3 separate regions of the Mus musculus genome follow, and all the other regions are linked to region 3. Evidence: chromatin contacts called from public Hi-C and HiChIP or PLAC-seq data. All regions are on one chromosome and are shown on one strand. The core of a region is the stretch at or near the end of the contact, and the rest is flanking DNA. Distances in the headings are between cores, read along the strand shown. Region 1 has its middle 12 kb from the start of Gm36772. Region 2 has its middle 25 kb from the start of Tns3. Region 3 overlaps Tns3 (tensin 3).

Evidence for each region. Hi-C and Micro-C count contacts between places; a contact is called where the count stands out from the background. HiChIP or PLAC-seq counts read pairs in DNA pulled down with a chosen protein or histone mark.
Region 1: a Hi-C map of bone marrow-derived macrophages shows a contact between it and region 3, with 26 read pairs. The contact joins two enhancer-like sites. A contact is called at or near these places in 1 of 15 datasets of contacts at CTCF or cohesin (large pre-B cells), 15 of 484 Hi-C or Micro-C datasets (B cells, the C2C12 cell line, the G1E-ER4 cell line and 7 more), 4 of 115 datasets of contacts at active chromatin or transcription factors (VIP interneurons, embryonic fibroblasts and embryonic stem cells) and 3 of 9 other capture datasets (adipose tissue, liver and pancreatic islet).
Region 2: an H3K4me3 HiChIP or PLAC-seq map of bone marrow-derived macrophages shows a contact between it and region 3, with 3 times the contacts expected there. The contact joins two enhancer-like sites. A contact is called at or near these places in 1 of 15 datasets of contacts at CTCF or cohesin (the NIH/3T3 cell line), 6 of 484 Hi-C or Micro-C datasets (adipose-derived mesenchymal stem cells, cardiomyocytes and uterus), 4 of 115 datasets of contacts at active chromatin or transcription factors (bone marrow-derived macrophages, embryonic stem cells, pancreatic cancer cells and 1 more) and 3 of 9 other capture datasets (adipose tissue, embryonic stem cells and liver).

What each region holds. Positions count from the first base shown.
Region 1 is chr11:8,786,341-8,789,786 of GRCm38.p6, forward strand. No RefSeq gene overlaps it. Among named protein-coding and RNA genes, the nearest start is that of Gm36772, 12 kb to the right of the region's middle. Within about 2 kb of position 1,456, at least 8 of the 459 cell types and tissues checked have an H3K27ac peak or open chromatin away from gene starts, as enhancers often do. A contact at or near this core is called in bone marrow-derived macrophages, where this site is marked.
Region 2 is chr11:8,687,531-8,690,956 of GRCm38.p6, forward strand. No RefSeq gene overlaps it. Among named protein-coding and RNA genes, the nearest start is that of Tns3, 25 kb to the left of the region's middle. Within about 2 kb of position 1,526, at least 83 of the 459 cell types and tissues checked have an H3K27ac peak or open chromatin away from gene starts, as enhancers often do. A contact at or near this core is called in bone marrow-derived macrophages, where this site is marked.
Region 3 is chr11:8,533,530-8,537,075 of GRCm38.p6, forward strand. All of the region lies in intron 10 of Tns3 (tensin 3), which reads right to left. Among named protein-coding and RNA genes, the nearest start is that of Tns3, 130 kb to the right of the region's middle. Within about 2 kb of position 1,817, at least 7 of the 459 cell types and tissues checked have an H3K27ac peak or open chromatin away from gene starts, as enhancers often do. A contact at or near this core is called in bone marrow-derived macrophages, where this site is marked.

The sequences.
Region 1 (3,446 bases), core at 206-2,705, 250 kb after region 3:
TGTTAATAGAGATGTAATATAGGTCACGTATGTATTCATTTCTTTTTCTTTTAGGACCACACATGTGTTTAGGGTTGATCGCTTAGGACTGGGTAACCTATAATGGAGCTCACTCATGGAGAAAACGGATTCTTCCTCCCCCAGCAGCCACTGGTGGACGACAGCTCTTTGTTTAGCACTAGGGCCTTGTGAAATTTCCCTATCCATGTTGGCAGGGCAACTGGTGTTGTCAGTGTGTGTGTCATTGTGGTATTGTCTTGTTTAGGCGATCATATTGATGAGTTTTCATGTATGCAGCTTCACTGTCGTATCTAGCACTCCTGATCCTTTGGCTCTTACAATCTTCCTTCCTTCCTCCCTCCCTCTTCTGTAATGTTCTGTGAGCCTTAAGTGTAGGGTTTGTGTGAGAATATAACAGTTGGGTCTGAGTGCTCACTTTCTCTCTGCATTTTGTCGATATGTTGTTATCTGTAATAGTTAATAGTCTCCATCTCTTGCAAAAGGGGGGGGGGCTTTAAAAAAAGTCAGGGGTAAGAAGTTATTTGGGAGTATTAAGATAAGTATTAAGTTATATTGGTTTAGGAAAATAACAATTCTCTTTTAGGGTCTGGGACCTCTCTAGCCATAGTTGGTTGTTAGGATTGTAGTAGCAAGAATGAATTCTAGTCTATTGAGTGAGCCTTAAGTCCAATTAGACAGCTGTTGGTTACCCCTGAGATAAAAGTGCTACTGTTGCACCTCTGAGGACATCTTGCCTGGCCAGCCATTCTTTATAGCTGTGGGATCATTGATTGGTTGTTTCCCTTGGCAATGGGCACAGAACCTTCGGATACTGTGAGAGTTGTTTCTGAGGGAGGAGGTAAGTTCATGGATTCTTTCTTCCACCTTCTCTGGGACTCAATATGATTGCCTAAACAAGACAATACCACAATGACACACAAAATGACAACACCAGTTGCCCTGACAACATGGATAGGGAAACTCACCTGTAAGATTTTCAGTTTGAAACCTTCTGTTTGGCTCTTTTAGGTCGTTTACTTTCTTCAGTGGCTTTCTGTTTTGTGTGTGTGTGTTTTTTCCCCATTTCTCTTGAGTACATTAGACAATTGCTTAATGAAATATTTGTATGACAATTAGTTTAAAGTCTGTTTTCTTTCTTGTTAATCTGCCTTGTCAGCAGTACTTTATCTACAGAGAGTAGCTCCTTTGGGTCATTTTTTATCTTTATTTATTTATTTTTTTTCTGTGCCGAGGGCCTTATCCACTCCCCTGTCTGTCATGTAGTAGTAGGCAAGAAGAAATTCCAAGGAATTCACCCTAGTGACCCAGGACCTTACGCTGGCCAATTGATCTTCTTTTAACTATAGGTTCTTATTATGTTTTATCTAAAGTGGTTAGACTTCTTGATTACACTTGGCAGACAGAATAAGGAAGTAGATCCATTATAATTTTCCATAACAGGAACTATGCAGTGGGGTGAGGTGGCATTGGGTATGGTCAGGTGGAAGTGTGTCCCCACCACAGATTCTGCAGAATCTCTCGTTATAGATAAGAGAATCTGGCCAAAGATTTCTTAGAAGTTGTGTTCTTGCTTCAGACCAGGGAGTTGAGACCGATTATGTCTTATTCAACAACTGAGCTGCAGAAAGAAAGAAAAGAAATTTAAAAAGCTAGAACCCTGGTATATGACCTACTGATTTAAAAATATTAGCTACCTCTTTCAAACTAAATGTTAACAGGAAGGATTTTTTATGGGGTGAAGACCAGAGAAGCATCAACTTGACTGTGGGGCTAAGAAGATGAAGGTTCTCTCATTTGAGTCTTAGATGCCCACCTGAGCCACACCCAGAATACCTGGAGAGTTAGCTCACAGGATGCAGAAATCTTGGATTCACACAGAAAGTAGGGAGGGCTTTTGTGCAGAAAGAATGAAACAGCATACACAAATTGAACACTGGTGAAGAAATACAACTAAAAACCTGAAGAACTTTCTATTACCATATCAAAATCAGGCACGTTGATTGAGCAGAATAGCTCTGAAGGAAGAATGCAGGAGTCAGGGAAGATTATTAACCAACTTTCTCTCCATCCACTACTCTCTGTACTGCTCTCAGACTCCCCTATCTCCACCCCTCTTCACACTCTCCCTCCATCCCCCACCACACGTATAGAACTCCACACACCTGAACATTCGTGAACACACACAAGCCTGCTAGATGCCAAGGGACTGAAGGGGTCAGTAAAGAGAACTACAGTCACAAAATAAATATCTGGATACACTGAGAATTGCTAACTCAACATCTTCTCTCCAAATGTTAAAGTCAGCAAAGAGATCCAATTCCCTTCTTGGGAAATAAAGACATTTAAAAGGCAATTTTAAAAAGGAACTGCTCACAATGAAAAGATCCAGATGTGCTTATGTTTTAAAAATATTTTTTAAGTAAAAAATGACTGCTCAAATGAAGGTCTCACAAGTCTCTGTTTAATGTGGCCATAGCTTAGAAAGGAATCAAACTATTTATAAGCTAGAAGCATTTTAATTCTCTAAGTTAGGGGTGGATTCAAAGCTTTACAGAAAAAGCTTTTGAATTTTGAACCCATGTATAGCAGGCAACTTTGTCCTCTTTAAAAAGCTTAATTGTAGTACAAACAAAACTTCTACTACAGTTCTGGGTATCTTGGCAGCAAGGCCCTAGGCTTTAAAGTTTAAAGATTGATATTTAGAGCCACGCACGGTGGTACATATCTATAATTTCAGGGTTTAGAAGGATTACCACTTTAGAGGTCACCCTGGGCTACATGGTGAGTTCAAGGCCACTCTGAGCTACAAAGTGATACCCTGTCTGAAAGAACAAGAGCAAAGCAAACAAAAAGAATTGGATTTCAGTAGCTTCCCAGATGCATGTCAGCCATGCATGCACTGTTTGTATGGCGTTTGTGACTGTGTCTACAGAAGCATTAATGTTTTTGGGGGTCCAGATGTCAGCATCATGTGTGCCGCTGGAGCTTCCCTCTACAGCTTTGCAATGAGTTTGCTCGCCTGTGAAGTTCCTCCGATGTTGATTAAGTATTAAGAAAGTCTTTGATCAGGTTGTCAGGGTTGGCCTCACATGGGTGAGGTTTGTCCATGCCCTGCTGTTCACTCTGCTTCGTGGCCTTCCACAGTGTGAACACAGACATGTGTGGGTCATTCTAGTTCCCATGGTTTTCACTAGTCATGCCACTGGAGGAATTCTCATGGCTAGTCTTTCCTGCAGATGGCTTGCATCCTTGTTACCTTGTGTGTTCACACCCGTGCATGGTTTCTGGACCTTAGTTGTAACCTCGGGGTGAGTAGCTGTTTCTCAGGAGTCTCCTGAAGAGCTGTGCCACTTTTTACTAGGGTTACTCGGGAGTTCAGATGATTCTCCTTGTTTCTATGGTCTTTGAGCCTTACCAGCTCATGA
Region 2 (3,426 bases), core at 276-2,775, 150 kb after region 3:
CAGTCTTCGTAGAAATGGTGAGTTGAAGCTTTCAAAGTACACCTTATTTTCACCTTCTGAGTTGAGTGCTAAAACTGACAACCATTAAAGTGTTATCTGGGTCTGTCCTGGTCAGGGTGCTAGACACAGACTAGAAATCCCGTGACTCCAACAAACACTCAGGGTCCTCACATTTAAGGGGTCCTTCTTAATGCCCTCCTCAGTATTGTTGTGTGGGGTTCAGTACACTGGTGCTGGGCATGGACCTTACATAATATGGCACCTTAATCAAACTTGGATGCCATCTGGGGATGTGCCTGGCTTCTGAATGGCTTGAATGTGAAAAGAGAGTATATCTTCGAACTCTAAGAAATACTCAAGGCGTGAGGTCCCCGTTTACTCAGCGCACATTCTCTGGAAGAATAAGCTACAGTAGAATTCAACGCTGACTTATACCTCCATTGTTGCACCTTCCTTCAAAGGTGGGCCTTAATTTACTGTCCTGTCAATTGAGTTTGGGCTGGATTCATTGATGAAGAACACTGCCTGGCAGGGGTAGTGGTGTGTGGCTTTGGAGACTGGGTCCAAAGAAGGATTGGTGGCTCTAGGCCTACATGGCTGACATTGGGGAACAACACCTATACAGTACATCAAGGGTTAGCTTCCTGGAGTAGCCTATGTGGGAAGAAACTGAGGTCTTTAGTCAAAAGCCTGTGAGTGAACCTGAAGTCAGAACTCCAGTGCTGGAGGAGCCTTCCTGTGATGCAGCCCCTGCAGGCAGCCTCCAGAGAAGACATGAGCCAGGACTAGACAGCCAGACTCCATCTGCATTCCCATCCACAGGAGGCAGGCTATATAGTGGTCATATGGTGCTGTGCTAGTCTCCATGAGCACTCTCAGACAGACACACAGGGCCAGGTAAACCCCAAACTTGCTTTTTACAGACACTGCCCTCTTACATTAATACCCAGGAGACTAAGAAATTTGGGGTGACCCTTGGAAAAGGGGATCCTGAAAGGTATCGATGTGAGCAGAGGCAGAACCTGAGGATCTAGTCTAGCCTAGTCACTGAGTACAGTTGCAACGCTTTGAACAACTCTGGTCTTGCAGAACAAGTTACTGCATTCCTGTGTGAACCCAGTTGCTGACCTTCGGGGAAGGTGAACTCATTGGAAGGGTGAATAAACAGTTCAAGGCGATTGATGCCCCACGAGGACTGCATGGAGTGCATACTGGGATGGGGCCTGGGGCAGTGCAGACTGGAATCCTACAGGACTAAGGACTAGGGGAGCCTCCATGTCTGCTGCTAGCTCCTTGGGTTGGGCAGAGAACCAGAAGAGGACTGTCCGGGTGTGTCAGTAGTGGTGGGCTGCAGAGAGGTTGTTGGGTTAGGAAGGGTGCTTCGTGCCTGGGCAATGGGCAGCCACAGAAAAGTCTAAAGGACATGGTGGTTTTAAGAAGCCGATGGAGTGGGGCAAGGTGTGGGTGAGAAGCTTCTGAGGGAAGTGGGAGGTTGAAGGAGGGAACCAAAACCATGCTCAGCGCCATAGAAAGTGATAGAGAAACCGAGCAGGTTCCCATTTCGGGGTCATGTGAAAATCCCTGCTGCGTGAGTCAGGGGTCTCTGCTAAAAATACTTGTTACCCTACACATCTTCACCCTTCCAGACAGCGTCTCAGCCATAAGGAGGCAAGCTCACTGCCAAAGGCTTGGTTTGCACTGGACCTGGTCGGGGATTGTCACCAGAAACTTTTAGGGCTTGGCCTATTTGCTCACTTCATAGCTGAGAACACAGAGGAGTGGTTAGAAAAGGTTCGGGGCACAGTGGCTACAGGGACGCTGAAGCTAGGTCTGCCTGGCTCCAGAGCAGGAGGCTGTCAAATGCTCCAGGTCAGCCTGTAGCTGGAGGTGATCCTCCTGCCTCAGCCTCCTGGTGTTTGGATTACACACGTGTGCCACAAAGCCACGTTTAAACATATAAGGCTGTTCTCCAATTCTGTGAGGGAAGAATCGAATGGGTGGACGTACTTGGGAATCCACACAGCCGCTAAACAAAATCGTGGTCCCACCGCAGCCTCTAACCTTCAGACTGTCCCGCCCCAGGCTCTGCCTCCTTCAACCACAGCCTCAAACCTTCAGACTGTCCACCCCCAGGCTCTGCCTCCTCCAGAAAGTAAAAAGGAGCCTGCTGTTTCTTGTGTTTGTAACAGCCTTAACGTCTCTTTCTGTTTTTTTAAGGAACATCAACAACCCACAAAAAGGAAGAGGGGGAGGGGCAAAGGCAGGAAGGGGAAGAGTAAGATATCCATCAATGTCTTTCTCCTCTAATTTTGGGTCAGTGCTATCTCAGTCAGGGTCACCATTGCTGTGATGAGACACTCTGGTCAAAAGCCACTTGGGGAGGAAAGTAATTTTTTGGCTTACACATCCTGAATCATAGACCATTGAGGGAAGCCGAGGCAGGAACTTAAACTTGGAGGGAACCTGGAGGCAGGAGTTGATGCAGAGGCCATGGAAGAGACTGCTTGAAAGCTGCTTTTTTACAGAACCTGGGACCACCAGCTCAGGGGTGTTTCCACACTCATGGGCTGGGGGCCTTTCCCATCTATCACTAGCATCACCATTCCTTTCACTAATTAAGAAAATGCCCGCCGGGCAGTGGTGGCACATGCCTTTAGTCCCAGCACTTGGGAGGCAGAGGCAGGCAGATTTCTGAGTTCGAGGCCAGCCTGGTCTACAAAGTGAGTTCCAGGACAGCCAGGGCTATACAGAGAAACCCTGTCTCAAAAAACCAAAAAAAAAAAAAAAGAAAATGCCCTATAGCCTGATATGGAGGCATTTTCTAAGTTAAGGCTCCTGCTTTTCAGTTTGTGTCAAATTGACATAAAAATTAGCCAGGACAAATGCATAAGGCTTGATGTTAGAGACATGCCTGGAGCTTCACTGTCTAACTGTCACTGTGCGAAATTGGAATTTCATCTCTCCGTCTTAGAGGTCCACCCCCCTCCCCCAACGCGAGGCAGACAATACTGCCATCTCCCCAAGGAATGTGAAAAGCTTGTACCAGTCCTGGGCCATCACAGCCGCTCCATCCAGAACCAATATTAACATTCTTGTTACAGCTACCATCAACTCTGAAGTTTCTTGTCTTTCAGGCTTACTCAGAGAAGATCGTGGGATCAGAGAGTAAGATATGGTGTGGCCAGAGGGGACTGGCATTAAAATAGTGAATGAGAATGCTCGATGTAGAAGAGGTGAAGGGCAAGCCTTACTGGAGCCTGCCCAGAAAGGATTCCAGCTTAGCAGCTGAGCATGGAGGGGGAGCAACTGCTGCTGGGAAGGGTGGTCTGTGGGCACCTAATCAGCTTATCCAAGGAACATGCGCAGCATCTGGGGAGGACTGGGAAGAGCCCAGTGAGTGGACTCATTTAAACAGGAAATCTGGGA
Region 3 (3,546 bases), core at 567-3,066:
CAAGAAGGAAGAAATGACCTGCTATCAAACTAATGGTCCATGCAGCGAGCAGGAAGCAGGAAGTGACATTCACCAAGCCCCTGGATGAACACAGTCAGTCATGGGCTCTACCTTAGAACAAAAACACTTCAAATGCCCACTGGAATGCAGACCGAGATCATGGTTAAACAGCTGAGTTGGAGGCAAAATAAACCAAACAGAAAACTTTTAGTGCTTTCCCAACTTAGAAACACCCTTATGGAAAGCTTTAATATAATCCACAAGCATTCCCTTCACTGTAGGGAAAACCCACAGTGACAGACAGGTGGTGACAGCATCCCACAGTTCCAGTGGCACATTGCTACATTGTTACAATGAAGGCAAAACTTCCCAAGTGACAGAAGCCTGGTGTCCTTCCCCAGAAACTCAGGTAAGCAGGCCATGGGTGTCCAGCCCCAGGAGTTTACTCTGACTGCAAAGGTTCCGAGCCTCCTATAGAGAAGTGCAGGATGGGAGAACCAGCTTGTGACCCGTCAGCTGCGCTCTGTACACAGCAGAGCTCATCAGTCCCCTTGGGTGGGTGGCCTTGAGCAAAGGTAATGGACTTACACACAAGGCCTGGGTAGAATACCGAAGACCCTACTTAAGATAGCTCTGCCCTCTTCCCAGCTCTGGGCAATCCTGGACACTAGGAAATGTATGTCCTTATCTTTCCTGTGAAGGGACTCTGTGGTAATCCAGACCTGCTGTGGGTGGCTCTTCCATGACTCCCTCAAATAAGACAGACCTTCACACAGAGGGACTTGGAAGTTCAAGGGCTCTGTGTTGGTAATGGTCACTTCCTTCTCCGATGCACATCCAACATTTCCTCAGACATGGCAAATCCTATGTGGCTCTGCAACCTGAAGATTTGTGACTCCCACTCTCTGTTTTGTTTTGGTTTTCTTTTTTTTTGGGGGGGGGGGTTGAGACAGGGTTTCTCTGTGTAGCCCTGGCTGTCCTGAAACTCACTCTGTAGACCAGGCTGGCCTCGAACTCAGAAATCCGCCTGCCTCTGCCTCTGCCTCCCAAGTGCTGGGATTAAAGTTGTGCACCACCACCGCCCAACTGACTCCCACTCTCTTTATGAGACACTCTTCAGGGATCTGAGACTTCTCCCTGCCCAGAGGCCACCAGCTCCTAACAATACTACAGGTGGGAGGCTTTCATGATGTCGGTTGACTCTCTGGGATTGCTATCCCAAGTGTTTTTTGGTTTGGTGTCCCCTGTCCCCACTCCCAGGCATGGTAACATACCTGTGATCCCAGCACTACAGAAACAGAGGCAGAAAAATCACAGGTTTAAGATTATCTCAGGCTACACAAGACCCTCCCTAAAAAATAAATAACTAAATAAAATAAAAACAAAAAGAAAAAGCAGTACGCCTTCCATTGTACAGCAACAGCTAGTAACAGCAGAAGTGTGCTTCTACACAAGCTTGCTCATGAGGAAGCTGTGACAGAGTCACTCAAGGACCAGGTCTCAGTCTTCCTCATTGAAACTTACTCTTAATGACTGTCATCTTCCCAGCCGCCCACTAGGGGGTGCTCAGCTCACAGTGGACCCACGCAAAGAGAACCCACAGTAAGAACGTCTACACAGGTTCTAAGTCCAAGGTTTCAACCAGGTATACACACACAAACACACACACACACACACACACACACACACACACACACACACACACACACACACACACACACACTCACACTCACACTCACACAGGTTAGAGGCATTTAGGATAAAGGAGATTAGAACTATATACAACTAGAGAATATGCCCTGTGGCCTGAGAGATGGACATGGTTCAGGCTACCATGAATGGCTTTTCTGTGGGTTCAGGCCTCATGCATGAGTAGTCCCTGAGATAGGGAGACAGAGACAGGGGGATCCCTGGGACTCTATACTTAGGCTGCAGGTCAGTGAGAGGTCCTTCTCCAAATAACCAAGGTGGATGGCACCTGAGGAATGACACCCAAGGTTGACCTCTGACCTCCATTAATTGTTTGAGCTACCTTGAAGATGGAAAGAACTAGGTAAGTGGGTGGTACTGAGAGGTGGGGGATCAGAAAGCTGCACCCAAGTCGTGACTGAAGATTATATGCTCAGAAAATAGTGGGAAAGGGGAGGGAGCTCCAGGATTTCAGGGCACAGGCTGACCCTGCTTTCCCTCAAGAATACCACTTGTCAAGACACATCTTGACCACTGCACGGCAGAGGGTGTGGTTTGGGGGACTGTCCTTATTCTTATGTCCTGGAGGATAAGAACCCCGATCTTTACCTGAGACGTGCAGGTTCTATCTGGGGTTGCTACCCCATGTGTCCCTAATGATTCCCTATGCAGTACAACTGGGGCAGTGTAACAGCTAGGCGCTCAGTGTTCAGTGTAACAGCTAGGCATTCCGTATACGCTGTGTTCAGTGTTATATGGAACCTAGAAGGTTTAGAGTGGATGGACAGTCAGCTGCAAAGAAGAAAGGAAAGTGGATGAACTGAAGACCATCATGGTAATATGTCTTCTCTCATATGTGAACCTAGATTTCACGTATGTGTACACACACACAACTGTCTGGGGGAAGAAAGAGGACCAGTGGGAAGAGGATAAGAGGTATAAATATAAGAATAATGCATAATACACATCTATCAAATGTTATAATGAAATCTATTATTTTATACACTAATAAAAATTTGAAAACGCACAGGGTACACAACACAAAAGAATACACATCAGCTCTACACAAATTCCAGGCCATTTTATGTAAGGGCCTTGAGCATCTGCAGGTTATAGGTAGGCTCTAGATCCAGTCCTCTTTGGAAGGTCCTGGTGATGCCTTCTTTTTCCATGGTTGCTTAAAATGTTGAGACAGCCACAAGTCCTAAATTTCTCCCTCATCCTCAATAGACTTAACTGTGATCTTTACTTTGAAATAATTTCTGCACTTTGGTCCTAACATAACCTGCAGAACAGCAGCCCTGCCCACAGGCATTCAGAAAACAGTGGGATGCACAGCCCATGAATGCAATCGTCACCTTCTCCTGGTCTCTCCCATGTTTCCTGAGGTTTATTTATCCCAGTTGCTAGACCACTCAATAATTATTTGGTTTGTGTCTTCTAATGCAGGCACCAGGCAAGCTGGCAAGAAAAGAGGCAGAAAGAAGGCAGCCCTAATCTCAAGGGCAGAGCAGTGAACTGGAATGCAAACTTGAACCCTGCTGAGCTGGAAGCACTTTAAAATGAGATGTTTTCCCTCTTTCTCCTTCACACTTCCCAGTATCACTAGAAGCTATCCCTTCTATAAGTAGTGAGCCCTGGCGGCCACACCTGCCTGCTGAGTCCTTGCATTTGTGGGAGTTGCATCTTGTTTGCACCTCAGCTTCTGTGCAGGTCTTAGGAATGTTGCCATTTTGGAAACTGCTCAGTGGAAAAATAATAGTTCATGGGTTCATAACCGAACAGGGGCTGCTCGAGTGGAATAAATCACCATAATATACTCAAGTCTGGAAAAGCTGCTTCCCTGTCAGGGCCTGT